2 separate regions of the Mus musculus genome follow, and region 1 is linked to region 2. The links are chromatin contacts, called in public HiChIP or PLAC-seq maps. All regions are on one chromosome and are shown on one strand. Each heading gives the region's core, a stretch centred on a gene start, on an enhancer-like site or on the middle of the called end of the contact. The rest is flanking DNA. Distances are from core to core; before and after follow the strand shown.

Region 1 (5,725 bases), core at 2,641-5,140, 90 kb after region 2:
GGGGGCTGATGATTTTAAAGGTGAGTGGCCTTTAGAGTCTGTGGTGAGTCTGCCCATCATGGTGAGAGCACATGATGGAGTTGCTTCATTTGTGGCTGCAAATAGAAGTGAAGAAGAGGTCAGGGTACATTTGATGGCACATTTTTAATGACCTAGGCTTTCCCTACGACCCACCTCTTCAAGGTCCTATGCCCTTTGCAAAGTACCACAGGCTGGAGGTTCAGTGTTCAACACATAGCCTTTGGGAGGAAATCCCAAATATAAACTTAAGCATTGGCCAATAAGAACCATTTGTAGCTGGGAAGATGGCTCAGTGGGGAAGAATATGCACAGAAGCATGAGGAGGTGAGTCTGGATCCCCAGCTCTCAGCCACATAGACCTCTAACCTCAGCACAGGCACTGGAGACTAGAGAACCTCGGGGCTTTGCTGTCCTGTCTTGCTGAGACGATGAGCTCATGGTTCAGTCACACACACCAGCACACACACACACACACCAGCACACACACACACACCAGCACACACACACACCAGCACACACACACACACCAGCACACACACACACACCAGCACACACACACACCAGCACACACACACACCAGCACACCCACACTCACACACACACACACCAGCACACACACACCCCCCCCACACACACAGAAAGAGAGAGAGAGAGAGAGAGAGAGAGAGAGAACAGTTTTGCTTCAGTTAACATACCTCACAGTCTATTTTCTTTCAAAGCATAGACTCATTCATAAACAGGAATACAGGAATGGCAAGACCTCTCTGGAGAGGAGCCATCTGTCCAGACCATTGGTGACAGACATGGCCGTGTCTCACTGGGTGGCTGATGTTCCATGTTAGGTGGCCCGGGCTTCCTTGGGAGGAAGCAGTGCAATATCCCTGGCTGCTGTTCTTCCAATCTCTAGGATTCCTCTAATCTCCCCTAGAGATTTTCTAAAGTGGCCCCATGGGCACCTTTCTACTTCCCCCTCCAGAAGCTTCCTCCATTCCTAGTTCCTTACTTCCTGCCCCAGGCTCCCTAGCACCAGCCAGCCCCCCAATGAGTCGAGCCATGTCTCCCTTCCCTCCCTCTCCTTCCTGCCTGTTCTCTCTTTAACACAGGAGCCCTGCTGGGATTTCCTCTCTGATTCCTTGAAATCAGTGTACCTAAGATGGCTTGTGGGAGCATAAGTGTCTCTCTTCATCACCCAGTCACTCTTCTTCATGAGAGTTACTTCTCTAATGATCAGAGAAGTCTTTTTTATAGACTTTCCCTCTCCTGCCTCATGCTAGCACAGTTAGTTTGGCGATTGTATGACCATGTGTAGGATGGATTGTCCCTGTACTACAGGGGAACTACTGGAGTAGGCTTAGTGTTCAGCCTATCTTAGGGGATCCTGGCTTATTTATGTAATATCATTGCTGGTGGCTTAATTGACCTGTTTCACTGGTTGCTATAATAGTGAGTATGTGAGCTGACTCCAGTAATTGAGATAGAAACAAAACATTTCCTTCTTCATGGAAGAGAAGGATACTCATGAAGAATACAGCCATTGTGGGGGAGGAGTGTGAGGGACTTGATATCCAGATCTGTGGCAGTCATTTTGTGACATGAGACAAAGACCTTGAGGAGTCAAAAGACAGAATGGCAGGGTGGAAAGAGCTGGATCCTTTGTTCTCCAGATATCTCAGATGTCCTTACAGCTGATCAGTCAAGATGATCATAAACATACTTCCACTGCTGACCAGATGTGGATGCCATGACCCTTCCACTGCTGACCAGATGTGGATGCCATGTCATTCACTCTTCCACTGATGACTATCGACCTATAGCAAAGCCAATTCCACTGTTGTTATCTAATTCTTCCTTCCTCACATGAGAGGTTGAAGGACAGCAGGGGCACCTTGCAGTGGTGACTCACAAGTCCCTAAAGCCCCAGAGACCTTTTGAACTTTGGTTGGTGACAGGAACCAGTAGAGAGGTCCGTGCTGAACTGAACTGGAGCTGAGTGCAGGTGACTCAGCTCAGATGAGACAGTCCCAGCGTCTTTGTTAGCTCCTCTTTCCCATTTGTCAGCCATCCTTCATCATGCCCCAGTTTCAGGGTATATTTTTAGAGGAAATAAACTCTCACCACCCAGAATTACACAATTTCTCCAGGAGCTTGGCATCACCTGCGAAGGGAGCAAGCCACCAAGAAGGCATGTGGAGACCATTCCCCTGGCCAGCTCCTGGCATCTAGAAAGCCTACTGGCCCAGAAGGGCAAACAGATAGGAATCTGTAGTTTTCTGGAGATCTCTACTTCACTGGTTAAAGTCTCAAGGAGAGCACTGTGGTCCAAAAGCTGGGGCATATGAGTCTTTTCTGCAGACATAAGGGATCAGCCATCCCTTCTTATGCTAAGCTGCAGTAGCGCTCTTGCCCTGTGGTATAGCTAACAGCTAAATGGTCCTCTTACAGCTTTGAATCATCCTGGGGTGTGGAGGGCATAGAGGGCCTTGTAATCCTGGGCTTAGGCTCATTAGTGACATGGGGTGGAATGGCCCGCATCTCTGTGGCTCTGTTCCTGTCCCTAGAGGTAAGTGCCATCATTCCACCTGACTTGGGCCTGCCTGTCACCACCCACACAAGCGAAGAGGCAGGGAATGTTTGTTTTACTTGCCCAAGGGCTAATGTGTGCTGGTTGTTTGTCAGTTCTTATACTATTTTGACTTTAAACATTCTCCACAAGTTCTTAAAATATTCGGAGCAACTGTTGAGAAGAGTAAAACAAGCCCTCCCTTGCTCGGAACAATTCCACATACTCTATCTGGCTCTGTGCTGTTCCTTACATGGATACAGCTCATTAGCACTGGGGTGGGACTTTCCTCAGGAAGGAAACCTTCAGCAACTGACACAGAGGGTGGACAGGGCATAGGCATCAGACGTTCTGGAGCTGGAGTCACAGGCTCTTGTGCCACCTGATATAGGTGCTGGCACCAAATGTGAGTCCTCCAAAAGAGCAGAAAGTGCTCTTAGCCACTGAACCACCTCTTCAGCATGTGCCTTATTTTAAAAGTCTCCCCTCTCCCAGTTAATCATTTAAAAAAGACATGTCTTCCTGGATGTACATTCATTTGAGAAATTGTGGAACAACTGGCTGCCTAAGTAAACTTCAGTCTCAGCCTTGACATCCTGTGCACAGCTGATGTCCTAGCCTGCAATGACCCCAGGTCAGCAGTACAATAGAGGGCTGAGTTTGTAGCTTTGTAGGTAGAGTGCTTGCCTAGAAGGTTCAGGGGATCTGGATTTGACTCCCAGCACTAAATAAATAGGGTGTGGTGGCTGCCCCAGCACTCTGGAAGTAGAGGCAAAATTATCTACAGTTCAAAGGCATCATAGAGAGTTCAAGGCCAGTCTGGGATACAGGAGACACTGTCTCATTAAAAATAAATAAATAAATAAAAGGAAATAAAGCCTGAAGGGGACAGAGCAGAGGGGGTGATGCTACTTCAGGGAGGGTGACTGTTGTAAAAGCACAGTGAGGTGCAAGTAGGGTCAATTTCTAGAAATGCACTCCTGGGGTTTGGGGAGGGCACTGTGATAGTCCTGTCTACTTCCTCCTTCCACGCACTTCCATCTCTCTTCTTCTCCTCTCCTGCATGAAGCCATATGCAGTCAGGGACACTGGCAGACTGCTTGGGAGAGTCCTCTGTGGTGGACCTTCTGACCCAGAGTCCTATGTAGCTGCCTGTTTGGTCTGAGGGTCTTAAGCCCCTTCTGCAGTGTCCTTGTCTGGGCTAGAGCAAGGTGTGGGTGGAGGGAACCCTGTCCAATGAGAGGTGCTACACCTCTCCAACCGGGCTTGACATTTTATGTGTGGGGAATGTAAAACCCAGCGTTGCTATGGAAACTGCCATCCCCTGCTCCCTCTGTCATTCTAGGAGAAATTTCTGTGTTAGCATGGGGTTGGGGGAATCTCCCGCCTGCTGGGTGCCAACATGCAGAAGGCATCTGGTATGAGAGCCCTGATCCTCAGAGAAGTTGCAAAGTTTTCTGCCAAGGGAAGGTGGGGCCTGGGTTGGGGCTGTATCTCTGAAAGAATCCTGGTAGTCACACATCCAGAAAGGCAAATGTGGTCTGTTGGGCAGCTAGGGAAAGCTTAGGTCTTACAATGGTTGAATCCCAGGCTTGAACCAGCTCAGTGTCCCTGCCCTACCTTCAGTTTCTTCCTACTGGGAATGATCACATGCCCTGTACCTCTTAGAGAGGAGCCTGAAACCATGACTTTCACATTACTGGCTCTGGCTCTGGCTGGTATCTCTATAGCAACCAATTAAGGGGTTCTTTCTCCTCCCTCTCCATCACCTGACCCCACAGCAGGTAGGCAGTTGAATACAATCCATGGATGAAAGGCAAAGGATGGGAAGGAGGAAGGAACTCAAAGTCCGCTGGCTGGAACTGGTCCTCAACCCTGTTTAGGCCGCCTTCCTCTTATCACTGTGTCTGATAATGCCCTTGATCCTCAGCAACCTGACTGCAGGCCTCTCTGCCAACACCACTCCAAACTCATTAGTGGCCAGGCTTGTGGTAGCGGCAGCTCTCCCTGTTTAGTATTAAATCAGCATAATGTGCTTCACTTCCCCTGCAGGGGGAAGGGAAGAGATGAGGTCAGGGTGAAGAGCATCCTTTGCCCCATAGGTGATACCTGAGCACCCCCTAGTCTTCCCAGGTGACTTGAGAGTTCTTTATGGGGCAGAAGGAGGAAGACTAATTTTAACTTGGCAGGGATATTTTTAGCTTGTATGTTTTCCTGGCTAGGGGGAGGATGTCAGGTGTTCTTTGGTCCACTGTGTCAGCACAGAGGGAAGCTGGGGGTGGTGTTGCCTCTGCCAGGCAGCCCTTGCAGATCCCAGATGGCTCAGGGTACAAAGAAGGATGCAGTGGCCCGTCTTCCCTCAGGAAAGCTCTATGTTTCTTCCCTCAGACCTAGAGAAGGGTCCTCCTGAGGGTGGGAGGCTGGAGCTGGGGCCTGATTTCCAGACCAACTCCTCAAGGATTTGCTGTGTGGCTTTAAGCAAGTCATTTCCGTCTCTGGATCTCAGCTGCCACACCTGTTCCAGGGGGACAATCACTGGAGTCTTGTCTACTTTTCCCAGAGAGTGAAGGCACACTCGGAGGATCTTTGGACATAGCAAAGCATGAGAGGGTATACAGAAACTGTTAAATGGGGCAGGGGCTCTCATCTTGCCTGTCTGATTTAAAAAGAAAGAAAGAAAGGAAGAAAGAAAGAAAGAAAGAAAGAAAGGAAGAAAGAAAGAAAGAAAGAAAGAAAGAAAGAAAGATAGAAAGATAGAAAGAAAGAAAAGGAAAGAAAACAAAACAAGAGACTGGGCTTCAAGACCAGCATGGTGGCACATAACTTTGATCCCTGCACTTAGGTGTCGGAGGCAGGAGGATCAGAAGTTCAAGGCCAGTCTTAGCTCCATAGTGAATCTGTGGCTCTAGATCTATGAACCAACCCTGCAGTGCCTGGTCCATGATGGGGCTATTCATGCTTGGTTATGAATGGCTCATCAGAACAGCTCCCACTGGGAGTCTGAGGAAAATTAGCCTGGGAAGACCATGGGAGATCAGCTAATTGATCTTTAGGCAGCAGAGTAGCTCTGAAAAGTCTCCAGGGTTGGTGATTAGAGACAGCTCCTGGGGATAAATGAGTAGACACATGAAGACAGATTTCCAT
Region 2 (5,640 bases), core at 2,363-4,862:
AAGCAGACATCAAGTAGGAAGCAGCAACTGTAGCTCAATCCTGAAGAAATTGCCAGGCTCACCAACTAGCCTGAGGCAAGGCCACAGCCGTGACAAGCTGCTGCAGGAACCTCACGAGCAGGTTCTTGGATAACTTTCTTTCAATGGCAGTGTTACCACAAGTTGAGCTCAACTTGTGTAAGGTGAATGAATACATGTGTGTCTTTAGTGAAGAATAGCAAGGTGGAACAAATCAAACCAAGGCTCAGTGCTCGTCTCCCACTGTCTGTGGAGTCCTATTTATACTCCTTCATCAACTGTCCTTTTACATGACTGCTATATCCAAACATCCTTTCACCTGTGTCTGCGTCAGGAAAACAGTCTTTCACGTGTTTGCTTTGGCAAGACATTCTTTCACCTTTGTGTCCCAGCAAAACATCGTTTGATATAACCAACTATCCAAAGACCTAGAAGTTTCCACTTCAACAGCTGGCAAGGAGTTGGGCCGGCTCTCATGCCCTTGGAGCCAACTCTACCCGTGCTTCTCAGGCAAGTGGCAGGGCAAGGTCTGCCCCTGACAATAACATGGTCCCAAGAGGCAGTCCAGATCAGGGATACCTGCATGGCCTTTGGTGTTAACATGGACCATGGACACTAACACAGACCCCTATTTGCCGTATGGTCATGGACCCAGGCATGGCCCTTAGCAGCAGGATAGACTGGGACTTCACCCTGGCCTCAGAAGGCAGTGCAGGCTCCTCACATCTGGCTGTTCCTCCTCGCTTTTGCACGTCCGGTTCCGTCTCTCTTCACAGTGCTTAACTCATCCTGCTTCTCTTTCTCTCCCATCTTTCTACCACACACTTGCTCATTGTAGTGGTGCCCATGCTATGCCATATGGCAGGTGGGCCTCTGGGTTTCTATTTAAAAAAAAAAATCTTTCCAGCCAGGCTTGATGTCAAATGCCTTTAATCCTAGAGGCAGAGACAGATGGTTCTCTACGGGTTCAAGGCTATCCTGATCTGCATAGAAAGTTCCAGACCAGCCAAAGCCACTGTGAAGACCCTACTTAAAAACAACAACAACAACAACAACAAAAGTTTCTGAATCTGTACTTTCTATCCCTTTTCTCTTTGTGTGTGTGGCAGCCAGGTATCTGTACTCTCTGAGTTACCTCACCTACCTCCTTGAACCAAATTTTTGTCTTCCTCATAAATCACCTTATAATCTCATTTATAAAATCCCTTCACCAGTCTAATAAATCCCCTTTTGCAATGTTAAGAAAACCTTTTGTTAAGGAAACAACACATTCCTCTCCCCTCCTACCAGGTTAGTTTAGGGTCATTCAACTACAAAGTCCCCAAGTTGCCTGTTTAATGGATCTGAAAGACTTATGCCTTCATTCCTCTCTCCTTAAGTCTATCTATCCATTTCTTTCTTTTTTTTAAGAGTTCTTATTTTGGGGGGGTGGGTATGGGGGGCTTTTGGGATAGCATTGAAAATGTAAACGAGGAAAATACCTAATAAATAAATAAATAAATAAATAAATGCAAAAAAATTAAAAAAAAGTTATTATTTTTAAGTCCTTTATTTCTTTCTTTCCTTTCTTTTCTTTCTTTCTTTCTTTCTTTCTTTCTTTCTTTCTTTCTTTCTTTCTTTCTTTCTTCCTTCCTTCCTTCCTTCCTTCCTTCCTTCCTTCCTTCCTTTCTTTCTCCCCAGACAGGGTTTCTTTGTATTCCTGCTTTCCTGGAATTGCTCAATCTCAGCCTCTCCTCTGTAGAGCTCTGTAAAGCCTCTGCCTCCTGAGTGCTGGGATGAAAGGCATGCGCCACATCTGGCAGTTGATTTATATTTAAAGATATATGTATGTGTTTTGCCTATTTACTGCATGCATACCTGGTGCCTGTGGAAGTCAAAAGAGGGCATCAGGCTCCCTGGATGGTTGTGAGCCACCATAGAGAACTGATTGTCTACAAGAGCAGTCCCAGCAGCTCGGCATTTAATTGCCGAGCCATGTCGCCAGGACTCTGTCTTTTTTTTTTTTTTTTTTTTTTTTTTGGTTTTTCGAGACAGGGTTTCTCTGTGTAGCCCTGGATGTCCTGGAACTCACTTTGTAGACCAGGCTGGCCTCGAACTCAGAAATTCGCCTGCCTCTGCCTCCCAAGTGCTGGGATTAAAGGCGTGCACCACCATGCCCAGGCATAGGACTCTGTCTTTTGACCAGTGAATTTGCTGACTCTGCTTCACTCTGACTTTTGCTAAAATTCTGTTCAGTGCCTAAGTCCAGCATTCCATCTGTACCTGAGGGGAAGCCCCAGCCAACAATGCGGAATTACATCCCTGCTATTGGTGACAACTGTTAAGAACAGCCTCGATTTTGGTCAAGAAGCAAATAAAGCAATCTAAAATAAAATGTGTTAAACCTGTCTTGGCACACAGGGATTACCATGAAATGCTGAGAAAACCAAGTCTTAGATTCACCTGGTATTTTTTTTTAATTGCAAAAATGCTCAAACTTTATTCTCTGTAAATATATGTTTGAATGGTTGCTGCAGCAATAGGTTTCCACTTGTTCGTGTGGATGGGAGGAACTCAAAGGAAAATCTACACTAAGGTTGCTATGCTAAATCTGCCTCCCCCCCCCCCCAAGATTTCCATTTGGAATTTGGCCATGAATTTTGCATGGTTTAAGCATTGCCAAGGAATTAAAAAAGTTCTACAGTCATCATAATTATTCGTCTGAATCTGAATGAAAGAAAACATCCCTGGCTTCCTGGGCTTTGGTACTATCTGAGTAGGGGAAGGTGAGCCACCTGGTCCCAAAGCTGCGGAGACAGCACTCTGGCACCTCCTGCCGGGCTGGAGCAAGAGTACACCTCAGGCATACTGCTTTCTCACAGCAGCTCTGAAAGGGGTGGTTTTCTCATATACTTATTTTAAAGGCAGGGTTTCTTCAGCCTCCCTAGTGCTAGCAGATATGGGGGAGGGCTGATAAGTCTACTTTTTATTTATGTGTCTGTATCCAATTGCTCAGTCATTGCTCCAGTCCGTTTCCTTTTACTTAAAAAAAAAGTGTACTTATGTACAGATACATATATCTTTCTCTCTCTACATCTAACATGTACGTGGCCCATAGAGGCCAGGAGAGGACATTGGGTTCTCTGGAGCAGGAGTCACAGGCAGTTCTGAGCCCCTGACTAGGGTACTGAGAACAGAGACTGGGTCTTCTAAAAGTACAGCAAACGCTATTGACCACCGATCCATCTCTCAAGTCCCACCTTTTTACTTGGGAAAGGGGCTCCCTAAGTCACCCAGGCTGGCCTTGAACTTGCGATCCTCCTGCTTAGACTTTACGAGGAGCGGGGCTGACAGACCTGCGCCACTGGGCTAGGTTTTCTCCGAAGGCCTAAGGTTTAAACGCTCACAAAGCTCCCGAGCCTCTCCGCCATCTTTGCTCGGTTAGCTGCTAGCGCCAAGAACTTTCGCGCCAAAACGTCCAGCCTCACAAAATGGAGACCGGAAAGAGTTGACTCGTGACGTCACCAAGACGCCACAGCCAATCATCTTGGGAACCAGGCCTTGGAGGCGGGACTCAACCGGCGCAGAGCAGTCCAATAGCTATCCGCGGCGCTGAACGAACCAATAGGAGCGCAGAGACCGCGGTGGACAAACGCGGAGGCTGGTTTTTCCCGCGAAAGTCGGCTTCCTCTAGGAGGGCTGAGGTTCGTGTGGCGCGCCGCTGTGAGGTGAGGGAATTGCGGGACCCCGTCTAGGGAAGCTCCCGCCGCCCCGGGGTGCTCAGCTCTCTGTCTCCCTTGACCCAGGTACAGTCATGTCGGGCTTCGACGACCCGGGCATTTTCTACAGCGACAGCTTCGGTGGCGACCCCGGTGCGGAAGAGGGCCAGGCCCGCAAGTCGCAACTGCAGAGGCGATTCAAGGAGTTCCTGAGACAGTACCGAGTGGGCACCGATCGCACGGGCTTCACCTTCAAGTACAGGTGCGACAGTGTCCGTGAACCATTCTTACGGGGGACGCCTTTTCTTGACAGTCCCTCTTCAGGCCTAAATTTAGGATAGAGTGGTCTACAATTAGGTGTCTTTTGAGAGAGGTGGGGGCATTGGTGCCTGTGAGGACCGGGGTGCACAGGCACTGCTGCTGACGGTCCCTCAATGCACCCTTCCTGTCCCTCTGCCCCTTTGTTGACCACTAAAGAGATGAACTCAAGCGGCATTACAACCTGGGTGAATACTGGATCGAGGTGGAGATGGAGGACCTGGCCAGTTTTGACGAGGAACTGGCTGACCACTTGCATAAACAGCCGGCCGAGCACTTACAGCTGGTGAGTAGCACCCATTTCAGAGCCTCCTAAACCCGGGCCCTGCCCCATCATCACCAGCAGCTTATGCCTTTCCTCTTCTTCAGCTTGAGGAAGCTGCCAAGGAGGTGGCAGATGAGGTGACCCGGCCCCGGCCAGCTGGAGATGAGCTGCTCCAAGACATCCAGGTCATGCTCAAGTCAGATGCCAGCCCGTCGAGCATTCGGATTCTGAAGGTAGGAGTTTATTGAATGGCTAGTCAGGGTGGCATGGCCGCTGTGTGGTGCAGAAGGCGTCTGAGACAGGTAGCTTGGAGCACCAGATGTGTGACCCTGACCAAGACATTTGACTTAACTTAGTCTTTATCCTGTGTAAAATTACCTCAATGGGGTTGATGTCTTAAAGGGAAGGCAGAGTTGAGTCTTGCAGAACAACAGTGAGTTCCTATCCATCAGGGAGACTAAAAAAATAGTAAATGCCATCCATAACTGGGAGGCAGAAGTAGAAGCCTGGTGTACATGAGACCCTGTCTCGAAAAGAAAAGAACGTGGGGACAATGTGGCTATTGCTGAGAGGGTAGAGAGTTGAGGAAGAATACTTTAGAGGAAGTGTTGTTGGAGCTGAAATTGATTGATGTGTAGCCAGTCGGGTCAAAACCTTGAAGAGTGTTCCACCAGACTCAGTCTAATGAAGGATTGCAACAGGGAAACCAATGGAAATCATCTCGTAGGTGTCCTCTGGTACAAGTCATTCCTTGATTTAAGCCTGAATCATAATTAAGGCTTAAGCCCTTTAGTTTTGTTTCGTTGTTTTGTTTTTTTCCGAGACAGGGTTTCTCTGTATAGCCCTGGCTGTCCTGGAACTCACTCTGTAGACCAGGCCGGCATTGAATTCAGAAATCCGCCTGCCTCTGCCTCCCGAGTGCTGGGATTAATTGTCCTACATTCTTATCACTGGCATGCTTGTGGCCCTTTCATAGTTTAAGAGTCTTGTGCATGTGTGTGTTCTCTAATCTAGCCCAAGATGCCCCGAGTTGGAGAAATGGTAGGGAGATTGTCTCACCTGTAGACTGGTGAGGCTGGCACAGAAAGCAATGGAATGTGTGAGAATGTTTCACTGTGTATAGTGAAGATAACAGAGACTAAAAAGAAGAGGACTTGTCATCTAGCTTAATGATTAGTAGTAACAGGCCAGCCATTTTGACTTTACTGACTCCTAACAGTATATGTCCCTGAAAGGTGAGGATTTTATTTTGAAGCAGGGTTTCATTACATAGCAGCTCTGGCTGTCCGGAACTTACTATATAGACTGGTCTGGCTTTGAACTCAGATCCACCTGTCTCTG

The links. HiChIP or PLAC-seq counts read pairs in DNA pulled down with a chosen protein or histone mark.
Region 1: an H3K4me3 HiChIP or PLAC-seq map of forebrain shows a contact between it and region 2, with 2.9 times the contacts expected there. The contact joins the enhancer-like site here to the promoter of Mcm5 in region 2. A contact is called at or near these places in 2 of 484 Hi-C or Micro-C datasets (lens fibers and nephron progenitors), 7 of 115 datasets of contacts at active chromatin or transcription factors (bone marrow-derived dendritic cells, embryonic stem cells and forebrain) and 3 of 9 other capture datasets (adipose tissue, liver and pancreatic islet).

Annotation. Positions count from the first base shown.
Region 1 is chr8:75,195,286-75,201,010 of GRCm38.p6, forward strand. No RefSeq gene overlaps it. Among named protein-coding and RNA genes, the nearest start is that of Rasd2, 16 kb to the right of the region's middle. Within about 2 kb of position 3,891, at least 24 of the 459 cell types and tissues checked have an H3K27ac peak or open chromatin away from gene starts, as enhancers often do. A contact at or near this core is called in forebrain and pancreatic islet, where this site is marked.
Region 2 is chr8:75,105,897-75,111,536 of GRCm38.p6, forward strand. It overlaps Mcm5 (minichromosome maintenance complex component 5), which reads left to right and starts at 3,613. Exons shown (of 17, transcript NM_008566.3): 1 at 3,613-3,725; 2 at 3,804-3,978; 3 at 4,194-4,320; 4 at 4,404-4,532. The coding sequence starts at 3,812.